2 separate regions of the Sus scrofa genome follow, and region 1 is linked to region 2. Evidence: chromatin contacts called from public HiChIP or PLAC-seq data. All regions are on one chromosome and are shown on one strand. The core of a region is the stretch at or near the end of the contact, and the rest is flanking DNA. Distances in the headings are between cores, read along the strand shown. Region 1 overlaps BOC (brother of CDO). Region 2 overlaps SIDT1 (SID1 transmembrane family member 1).

Evidence for each region. HiChIP or PLAC-seq counts read pairs in DNA pulled down with a chosen protein or histone mark.
Region 1: an H3K27ac HiChIP or PLAC-seq map of skeletal muscle shows a contact between it and region 2. The contact joins two enhancer-like sites. A contact is called at or near these places in 1 of 47 Hi-C or Micro-C datasets (skeletal muscle) and 1 of 2 datasets of contacts at active chromatin or transcription factors (skeletal muscle).

Annotation. Positions count from the first base shown.
Region 1 is chr13:146,646,347-146,650,693 of Sscrofa11.1, reverse strand. BOC (brother of CDO) reads left to right here. Exons shown (of 21, transcript XR_002337900.1): 5 at 3,550-3,696. Among named protein-coding and RNA genes, the nearest start is that of BOC, 55 kb to the left of the region's middle. Within about 2 kb of position 2,258, at least 11 of the 83 cell types and tissues checked have an H3K27ac peak or open chromatin away from gene starts, as enhancers often do. A contact at or near this core is called in skeletal muscle, where this site is marked.
Region 2 is chr13:146,300,178-146,304,788 of Sscrofa11.1, reverse strand. SIDT1 (SID1 transmembrane family member 1) reads left to right here. Exons shown (of 26, transcript XM_005670213.3): 25 at 596-709; 26 at 2,564-4,414. The coding sequence ends at 2,626. All of the region lies in intron 1 of LOC110256422 (a long non-coding RNA gene), which reads right to left. Among named protein-coding and RNA genes, the nearest start is that of USF3, 72 kb to the right of the region's middle. Within about 2 kb of position 3,313, at least 5 of the 83 cell types and tissues checked have an H3K27ac peak or open chromatin away from gene starts, as enhancers often do. A contact at or near this core is called in skeletal muscle, where this site is marked.

The DNA of each region.
Region 1 (4,347 bases), core at 1,009-3,508, 350 kb before region 2:
CAGCCTGCTGTCTCCAAGCGGCAGTTCATTGTCAGAGCATGCAGAAGGAGCCAAGAGGGGCCCAAGGGGTGCATAGAGTTTTCCAGTATTGGGTCAGTGAGGTGGGTCCATGGAGCATACCCCATGCACGGATAAGCCCTCAGTTACAATGGGGCAGGAGCCTGGGGGCTCTGAAGATGGAGATGGCATTCTGATGCCAGACTCCTTTCAGCTGCTCACATCTTTCCTGCAAAATGATCTGTTAGATTTAAGTATGTTCTTGCTTGAGGCAGATTTTCTTGGAACGAGGTAAAGAAAAGGAGGAGGATGAAACAAAAACTCTTGGTGGAGTAATTTTAGATTTATTAGACCATGCAAGAGAGCACCTCTCAGTGACTGAGGAATTTTCCAGATGCCCCTGAGCTCACGGTTGCTCACAGCTTGCCTTACAGGAAGTCTCTTGACTTGGCAGGTATAGCATACACTGTGCTGAGGAGGATTAAGGCCTTTGCGGTGTTGAAGCGCCTTGCTTTTGAAAAACAGAAATATTCAGCTAGAACACTCTGAGCACAGGCAGTCCGCCGTTTCCCAGAGTCCATATCTTCTTTCTCCCAGAGAGAAAGTGCATACACACTTTCTTGGCTGAGAGGTTCAGCCAGGACTGGGCTACATATTTTGTAGGGCCCAATACAAAATGAAAATGTGAGGTCCCTTGATCCAACGTTATTCAGAATTTCATGTGGGTGACAGCAGAGCATTAAGCCAAGGGTTGGCCTCTTTTAGGCACGAGGTCTGGTGCAGCTGCACAAGTTGCACACCCATGAGCCTGGTCTTGGACACAGTCTTCCAAACTATTCATTCAGCAAGGACTTCATGAGCATTTGGTGTATCCCAAATACTGTGCAGTGGGGCTTGGTGGAGTACAAAATTAATAGTTTGCCCACTAGGAATTTGCAATGTAGTTAGGGTCAGATATCACAAACACAAAATTAAAGAATGAAATAATGATGAAATAATTCTCTTTTTTTTTTTTTGCTTTTTAGGGCGGCACCCGCGGCCTATGGAAGTTCCCAGGTTAGGGGTCCAGTTGGAGCTGTTGCTGATGGCGTACACCAGAGCCACAGCAACACAGGATCCAAGCCGTGTCTGCGACCTACACCACAGCTCATGGCAACGCCAGATCCTTAACCCACTAAATGAGGCCAGCAATCGAACCAGCAAGCTCATGGTTCCTAGTGGGATTCGTTTCTGCTGTGCCATGACGGGAACTCCATGATGAAATAATTCTTTAAAAGCCCAGAAGGCCCTACCAACTCCCCCACCCCCCCTCACCCCCGCAAAGGAAGGAATATATGAGAGATCTCACCTTGACCCACAGGAATTACGCGTTCAGCGTAGAAAGTGAAATGGTGCCATAGAAATCAGGCATTTTATCATCGTTTTTGCCACACTACTCCAAGAACAGCATGTATTTTTTTTAAATTTACTTTATTGAAGTGTTGTTGATTTAAATGCTGTGTTAATTTCTACTGTATAGCACTGTGATTCAGTTATTTTTATACATATTCTTTTTCATATTCTCTTCCACTATGGTTTATCACAGGATATTGAATATAATTCCTTGTGCTAGAAGTAGGACCTTGATGTTCATCCATTCTGTATATAATAGTTTAATTACCATGTACTTCTTATTCCACATGTATTAGACCTATTTTACCTCTGTCCTGTGACTGCAGAAGTAACCTCTCAAGATACAGTCTACTTTCAAAATAGCCACACTTAAAGTTTGGCCACACTTGGATAAAAGGGCCATAGAAATTTTGTTGTGCTAGGCCTTGGTGCTTATAATGTTGCCCACCTCAACTATGAAATTTGGGTTCACAAACTATATAAATGGGCATCTTGTACCTGACTTGAGAGTCGCAGCTCCAAGATCACCATCTATTTGGTCATTCAGTATTCACTGAGCATCTGCTTGGACCAGGCCCCAGGTGGGGTTCAGATGATACACAGATGAACACAGAGGGGCAACAATCCTTTTAGAAACAAAAGGGCTTCCCTGCCCTGGCTTGGATGAGAACTTCTGGAAAGTTCCATTCAATGGGAAACCTCCTGCCCTCCCTGAGCGCCTTCAGGACAGGGCTCTATGGTGACAGTAGTTTGTTTTTGGTAATTACCTCATGTCTTCTGTGAGAAAACTGATCCCTCTACTCCTGCTGCCTTGTCTGGGAACCAACCACGCAGGCAGGTGGAGTCTTGCTGTGAATTGTGAATCACAGTCACACCGTGATGGTATCAGTTCTCCAGAGCTGAGCAGAATGTGGTGTGGTCAGCATTCAGAGAGGGTGCCTCCAGGGCTTTCTAAGTACCTTCATGGAGAGAGTGTCTTGAGTAAATATTTTCATCTCTCTTATCTTATTCTCTATTAGTTATATTTCCTCTCTGAAATTAAATTCAGCTACGATCCTGAAAACCAAATTTGGAATGTGGTTTTGTTACACAAATGGCCCATTTTGTTCAGCAACATCAGTGATTTGACTCAAACAAAGAGAGTTTTGTTGTTCGGACTGTTGGGTTGTTTGGGAAACATCCAGCTTTTGTTCCAGATGGATCTCCATCCTCTCCAGTTTAAATCCCAGTCTTCCTGCCACGGAGCCAAGTTAGGAGAGACTGCAGCCTGGTGTCTGGACCCTAAGCTCCCCTGAATTCCACTGCCATTAAGCCACAGTGGGAACTTGCCTTAGAAACCCCTTTGGGCATCCACAAATCCCCACCCCCAGCCCTGAGAAAGAATTAGCCATGATGTGACATAGAGTATAGTCGGTTCTCCGTATATGCTGATGTGCCTATGGATACGGAGGGCCGACTGTAACAGCACAGCACGATTGTATGTATATAAGGGACTTGAGCATCTGCGGATTTTTGGTATCCACTGGAGCACCTGGAACCAATCCCAAAGGACATGGGGAGGACTACATGCTCCTGGGTAGCAGGAATCAGCCTTCTGGTTGGAATCATGGTTGGCAATTGAACAGATTTGGGTCTGTCAGTTTTCAGCGGATGTCTGAGAAGAACTGGGGCAGGCTATTCTTGATTGAACTGGAGAAAACACATAGGTATTCTTTCCTTGTTCCTTTCAATCTCCATGAGCTGATCTGTGCCAGGACATTTGTGCCTTGACTATGACCCATTTCCAGCTAGGTTCAGTGGGGCCAGTGGGCCTAGCCAACCTGCCCCCATCCCTGTCAATGTAACAAAAGAGGCGGGTGGGTGTCACAGGCATCACTTGATGGAATTCGCTACACCCCCACCCTCAGCTTATTTACACCCAATTGTATATACACCCAGTTATACGTGGGGCGATGCAGACCGCACATTACTTCCTGTAATCTCCTCTAGATGACAGAAGATTGGAGGAAAGACTCGGAGCACCCCCCAGGGGGTCCCCAGTGTGTGAGATTCTTACAGCTGTTGCTTGTGACCAAAGGCAGAGACTGAAGCCCACCCTGAAATGCTGCACTGTCTGCCTCTCTCCTTCGTCAAGGCCCAACCGGCCTCTTCTCTCCACAGATCTCCAGGACTTCAAGTTAGACGTGCAGCACGTGATCGAAGTCGATGAAGGGAACACTGCAGTCATTGCCTGCCACCTTCCTGAGAGCCACCCAAAGGCCCAGGTCCGATACAGTGTCAAACAGGAGTGGCTGGAGGCCTCCAGAGGTAAGTGAACAAGCAGGATCCCAGAGGCCCAGGCTGGAAGGGAAGCTGGCCACCTCTGCAGTGCCTCCCAGATTCCCGTCAACACGCCAACAGCCCTCTCCACATGCTTGTCAGCTGCCTTCTACTTTAGCTCTGCAGGATCCTAAAGGGCTTGGCCACAACCTCTGTTGTGGAGGTCCCCTGCCCTGTCACGAGGGCTCTCTTCCTGCCTTGGCAGATGTTGCTGAGCTGCTGCCATTTGATCCGAGCTCTCAGCACAGGATTCTAAATTTTCCCTGTGCAAGCTCCCTGCCACCAGGCACATGCAGGAAGGCTGCCTGATGAACCAGAGATTCCTGGAGCCGTGTGGTTCCCGTGGGAGGTGGGGCTCTTCCCCACACAGCAGAGCAGTCTATATGGTGGCACTTGAGATTCTCCCGCTCCCTGTCTTCCTGCCAATGCGCCCATCTCAGCCATCACAGTGGACATGACAGCTGGTCCAGGGAGACCAACTTTGGTCCACACAGTGCCAGTGGGGAGGGAAGCTATGGCTCAAGACCAGATCAGCTTCTTCCCACAATTGACCTGAACTCAAGGCCAAGTAGACCCTGTGGCCAGATGCCACATCTCAAACTGTCTGCCATTTATTTATTTATTTTTGTCTTTTTAGGG
Region 2 (4,611 bases), core at 2,064-4,563:
TAGGAGTCTGGTGATACAGCTGAGGCACAGCACAGAGAGGAAGGCTTAGCTCTCCATCACCATAATCACCAGTCAACTTTAGAGCATCTTAATCACTCCAGAAAAAGCTTCCACCCATTATTGGTCACTCTCCATTTCTCCCAAACACCTTCGCCGTAGGCAATCACTAATCTATCTTTTGTTTTTATAGATCTACCTATTCTGCATAGTTCAAATAAATGGAATCATATAACATGTAGTCTTTGAGTCTGGTTTCTGTCACTTAGCATAAGGTTTCCTGAGTCCACCCATGTGTATGTGTATCAGTACTTCATGTCTTTTTATTGCCAAATAATATTCCATTGTATGAATATACTGTATCTTATCTATCCACTCATCTGTTGATAGGCATTTAAGTTGATTCCAGTTTTTTGATTTTATGAATGCGGCTGCCATGAACATTTGTGGACAATTTTTTGGGAGGACAGATGTTTTCTTGGAAGCTGATTTTTTGACCCAGTCATCTAGTAGCAATTTGGTAGCTTTCTGGATGCTCAGCGCTCTAGGGAGTCGAACTGTGGGAATGCTACCCAAGTCCTGCCTCACCTTCTTCCAGGGAACACCAGCAGAATCCCGGGAGAAGAACCGAGAGTGTATTCTGCTGGATTTCTTCGATGACCATGACATCTGGCACTTCCTCTCTGCCACTGCCCTGTTTTTCTCATTTTTGGTGAGTTTATAAGTCCTTTGTTAATTTCTGCTCTCTTTACACCCTGTACTCTTTCTCTTCCCCTCTTCCTTACATCCCTTCTTGTATTTTTTTTTAATCTTTTTATCTTTTTTAGGGCCCCACCCACGGTATATGGAGGTTCCCAGGCTAGGGGGTCTAATCTGAGCTGTTGCTGCCAGTCTTCACCAGAACCACAGCAACGCCAGATCCTTAACCCACTGAGGCCAGGGATCGAACCCACAACCTCATGGTTTCCACTGCACCATGACAGGAACTCCCCCTTCTTGTATTTCTAATTTCTCTCTTCAATTCTTTGTCATTCAATGTATAGATTATCATTTCTTCTTCTTCTTCTTTTTTTTTTTACATTGCATCCTTTATTTTCATTTTCCTTTTACTCTTCAATACTTTAAGACACGGAGTTACAAAATAATTTTCCTTCATTTGCTACAGAGTTCAGTTGAATGGGCTTAACTGGTTGTCAGAAGTCACGCGCCCAGAATTCCCCCCAGGAACCACTTTGGCACCCACTACAATTTCAATTATTCCTTCTTGAGCCATATTTACATTCCTCCCTCTCTTCCAGTCTCAGTGCATATCTTACAAATTTTTTACAAGTTTCTGGAGTGGCTCAGGATAGCAGCATGGTCTCTTGCTGTCTTCTAACTGCTGTCTTCCAAAGCTCTCCTTTTTTTTTTTTTTTTTTTTTTTTTTTTGCCCAAACACCTTCTCAGAAACCACGCATATTATATAACAACCCAGGATGATAACTCCTGCAACCCTTCATCTTAATTTCGACACTTCCAAAATAAAAGTCCATGGTACCTGTATAGAAGGTTAACTCACAAATAACACTACTAGGCCTCCTGGGTTCACACTGCTGGCTTTGGTCTCAGCCATGCAACCTCGAGAGTGGAGCAGGGCTTCCTCCTAGTGGCCAGTTTGGGAAGTTTCATCAACCTGTATAAACATGGTTCCTTAAAGCTTGTTTTTGAGGCTTACCTTCTCTAGAGAGACAGAGACAACACAAGTGGAGCTAAGGGTTCCATGTAGAGAGGGTGTAGTAGAGGGAACTGAAAATGGATAATGAGAGTACTCATACTCTGTGCAACAAGATTTCATTCCGTTTAGGTCCTGACCAACATGTGCCCTTCTAAGTGGAATTGACATCCCTGGCTACCCAATCGAAAAAAAATTTTTCTACCTTTCCCCATCCCATACTTCCTATAATCTCTCCACAGTTTAATTTTCACCCCAAGTACATATTACTAACATCCTCTATTTCACTTGTGCATTTGGTTCACGTCTAAAGCCCTCTCTCAAATGTAAGCCCCATGAGAGTAACGATTTTTGTCTCCTGTTCCAAGCCATATCTCTACTATCTAGAATAGCACATAATAGACCCTTGATAAATACTTGAATTAGGAGTTCCCGTCATGGCGCAGTGGTTAACGAATCTGACTAGGAACCATGAGGTTGCGGGTTCGATCCCTGCCCTTGCTCAGTGGGTTAAGGATCTGGCATTGCCGTGAGCTGTGGTGTAGGTCGCAGACGAGGCTCGGATCTGGTATTGCTGTGGCTCTGGCGTAGGCTGGCAGCTACAGCTCCAATTAGACCCCTAGCCTGGGAACCTCCATATGCCACAGGAGTGGCCCAATAAATGGCAAAAAGACCAAAAATATATATATATATACTTGAATTAATAAATGATGTAATGATGACAAGCGCCTGTTAAGAGCATGGCATTGCAGGAAGCTGTAGAAGACAGGATAACAAGGGCACTTGTGTGTCTTAGGAAGTAAGGACTTCCTGCAGCTGTGCGTTCCTCTCATTTCTCCATCCCTCTCCTTTCAGGTTTTGTTAACCCTGGATGATGACCTGGATGTTGTTCGGAGAGACCAGATCCCTGTCTTCTAAGCCTCTAGCATGAAGAGGGGGAAGAGGGAGCCATCGATCTTGGTGCTGTTTCATGAAAATTACAGGGGCTGCAGCAAAGTAACCACTGCCAAATGCTCCACTGACCCTCTGTCTGGTTGGCTCTGTACACATTCCCACAGGGAGGAAGGGAGCTGCAGGGGGACCCAAGCCTGCAGGGAGGGAGACAGAAGGGAGCCACAGCTGTGGACAGAGGCAAGCCCTGCAGAGCTAAAAACACCCACCATCCCCTTCTGTCGCTACTCTGAGTTAGAAATGGATAAAAGCTGCTTCAAAGTCAGCTATCTTGGGACCCTTCCCACCCTCACCTGAGATGGGCCAGCCATGGCAGAACCATGCTGCACTCTGCCCTCAGCTGCCACCCTGCCCAGAAAGGCCAACAGCTCAGATTTCCTGCCCAGAAACTCTCTGTAACTACAACCTCTGTTCTAGACATTCCCAAACACTGGCCTGTCTCTCCAAGGTCCTGGGGTGACATGATTCATATGAGTCTGGTAGAGGGTTGGCCCCTACTAACTGGGACAGATGTTTTATAGCGCCACCTGGTCACCTCCTCCGCAAGAATGCTGTATGCTTCCCCCTGGTTCCTGACTGTATTAGGAGGACTCCATGTCATCAGGCTGTGTCTCCTGCTGCTGAGGGGTAACAGTATCTCCCTGTTGTGTGCTGACCCAATGACTCAGGCTCTACCTTCTTGGCAAGGCCCTGTTACTCCATGGGCTGGCCTCGAGGTGGAAGGGGAAAGGGGAAACCACTTCCAGCAGCAGGAGGAGCTAGACAAATGACCTGCAACACTAGGACACTGGTGACATCAGCTTTCAGCAAGCGGGCTCATGCTAAGGACTGGGGCACTCTTGGAGCAGATGCAGCAAAGGCAAAACTGCTTCCTCCTGCCCCCAGTTCTAATAGCTCCATTCCATGCCCGCATCACCCTTGAGGAGGAAAGAAGTGTTCCAGCCAGGGGCCACTGCCAAGCCCTCCTCTGCTGTCTTTTGCAGACCAGAGGCTCCAGACTTCCCTTGAGGTTCTCTGCAGGTCACTCTCCCTCCTCCTCTTCGGCTGTAAAGAGCACAGTGGCTTTAGGGTTGTCTCATCAATGTACCCAATTCACATTCTCTCCCCAGGACCACACTGAAAACCTCAGTGTCCCACTTCACTCTCACACTGTCTGGCAGCTCTGCCCACAGGAAGTTTCACTTCGACCAAACTCCCTTGTTCCCTGGAATATGATGTCATCAGAAAGTGTACAGGCAAATGCGCTCACAGAGATATATTTGCCTGTGAAACTGAAGTCACCCCTCACTTCCGCCTTCCTCATTCTTCATTAGAGAAATGGATCAGCCATTCTTTTAAAATATATATAGTTCTTTCTCTAAAATATTTGCGTAATGTTCAAAAACTCATTTTGGACATTTGGCATAGCACACATTCCCTGATTTTTAAAAAACACAAAAACGCTTTCAATGAAACATGATTTTTTTTCCTACAATGCCCCCAAATTTGCAGTCGTCTGTTATTCTTTATTCCTAAAAATTGTTGGCTTGTCTAGGCCATACGCAGACCACCTATTAAATGGCTGTATTAAATCTAACACCTAAAAAAAATTTCAAACCTGTTTGACTTGGCTGATTTAACCTAATTCTTTTATTTTTAATGCATTAAAGTATTTCAAATACAAAAAAGAAGAGAAAAAAAAATTGAGGGAGGTGGAAGAAAGTCTGTTCAGGTAGCCCTGTGACCTGAAGTGAATAAACTATAGGACACATCGGCTCTTCAGTAGCTTGCTTGGCAAATATGTCCATGGAAATGGGGAGGGAGCCCTATAGAACTGGATGGATTGTGCTGCTGTGTTCTTGACCGTTTTCTGACAATGTCTGCCTTGTGCTATAAACTCACACATTGTGGTCAGTTCTCCACAGCAGGATGAAAAACCCAGAGCAAGCCTGCTCTTATAAAAATCAATTTTA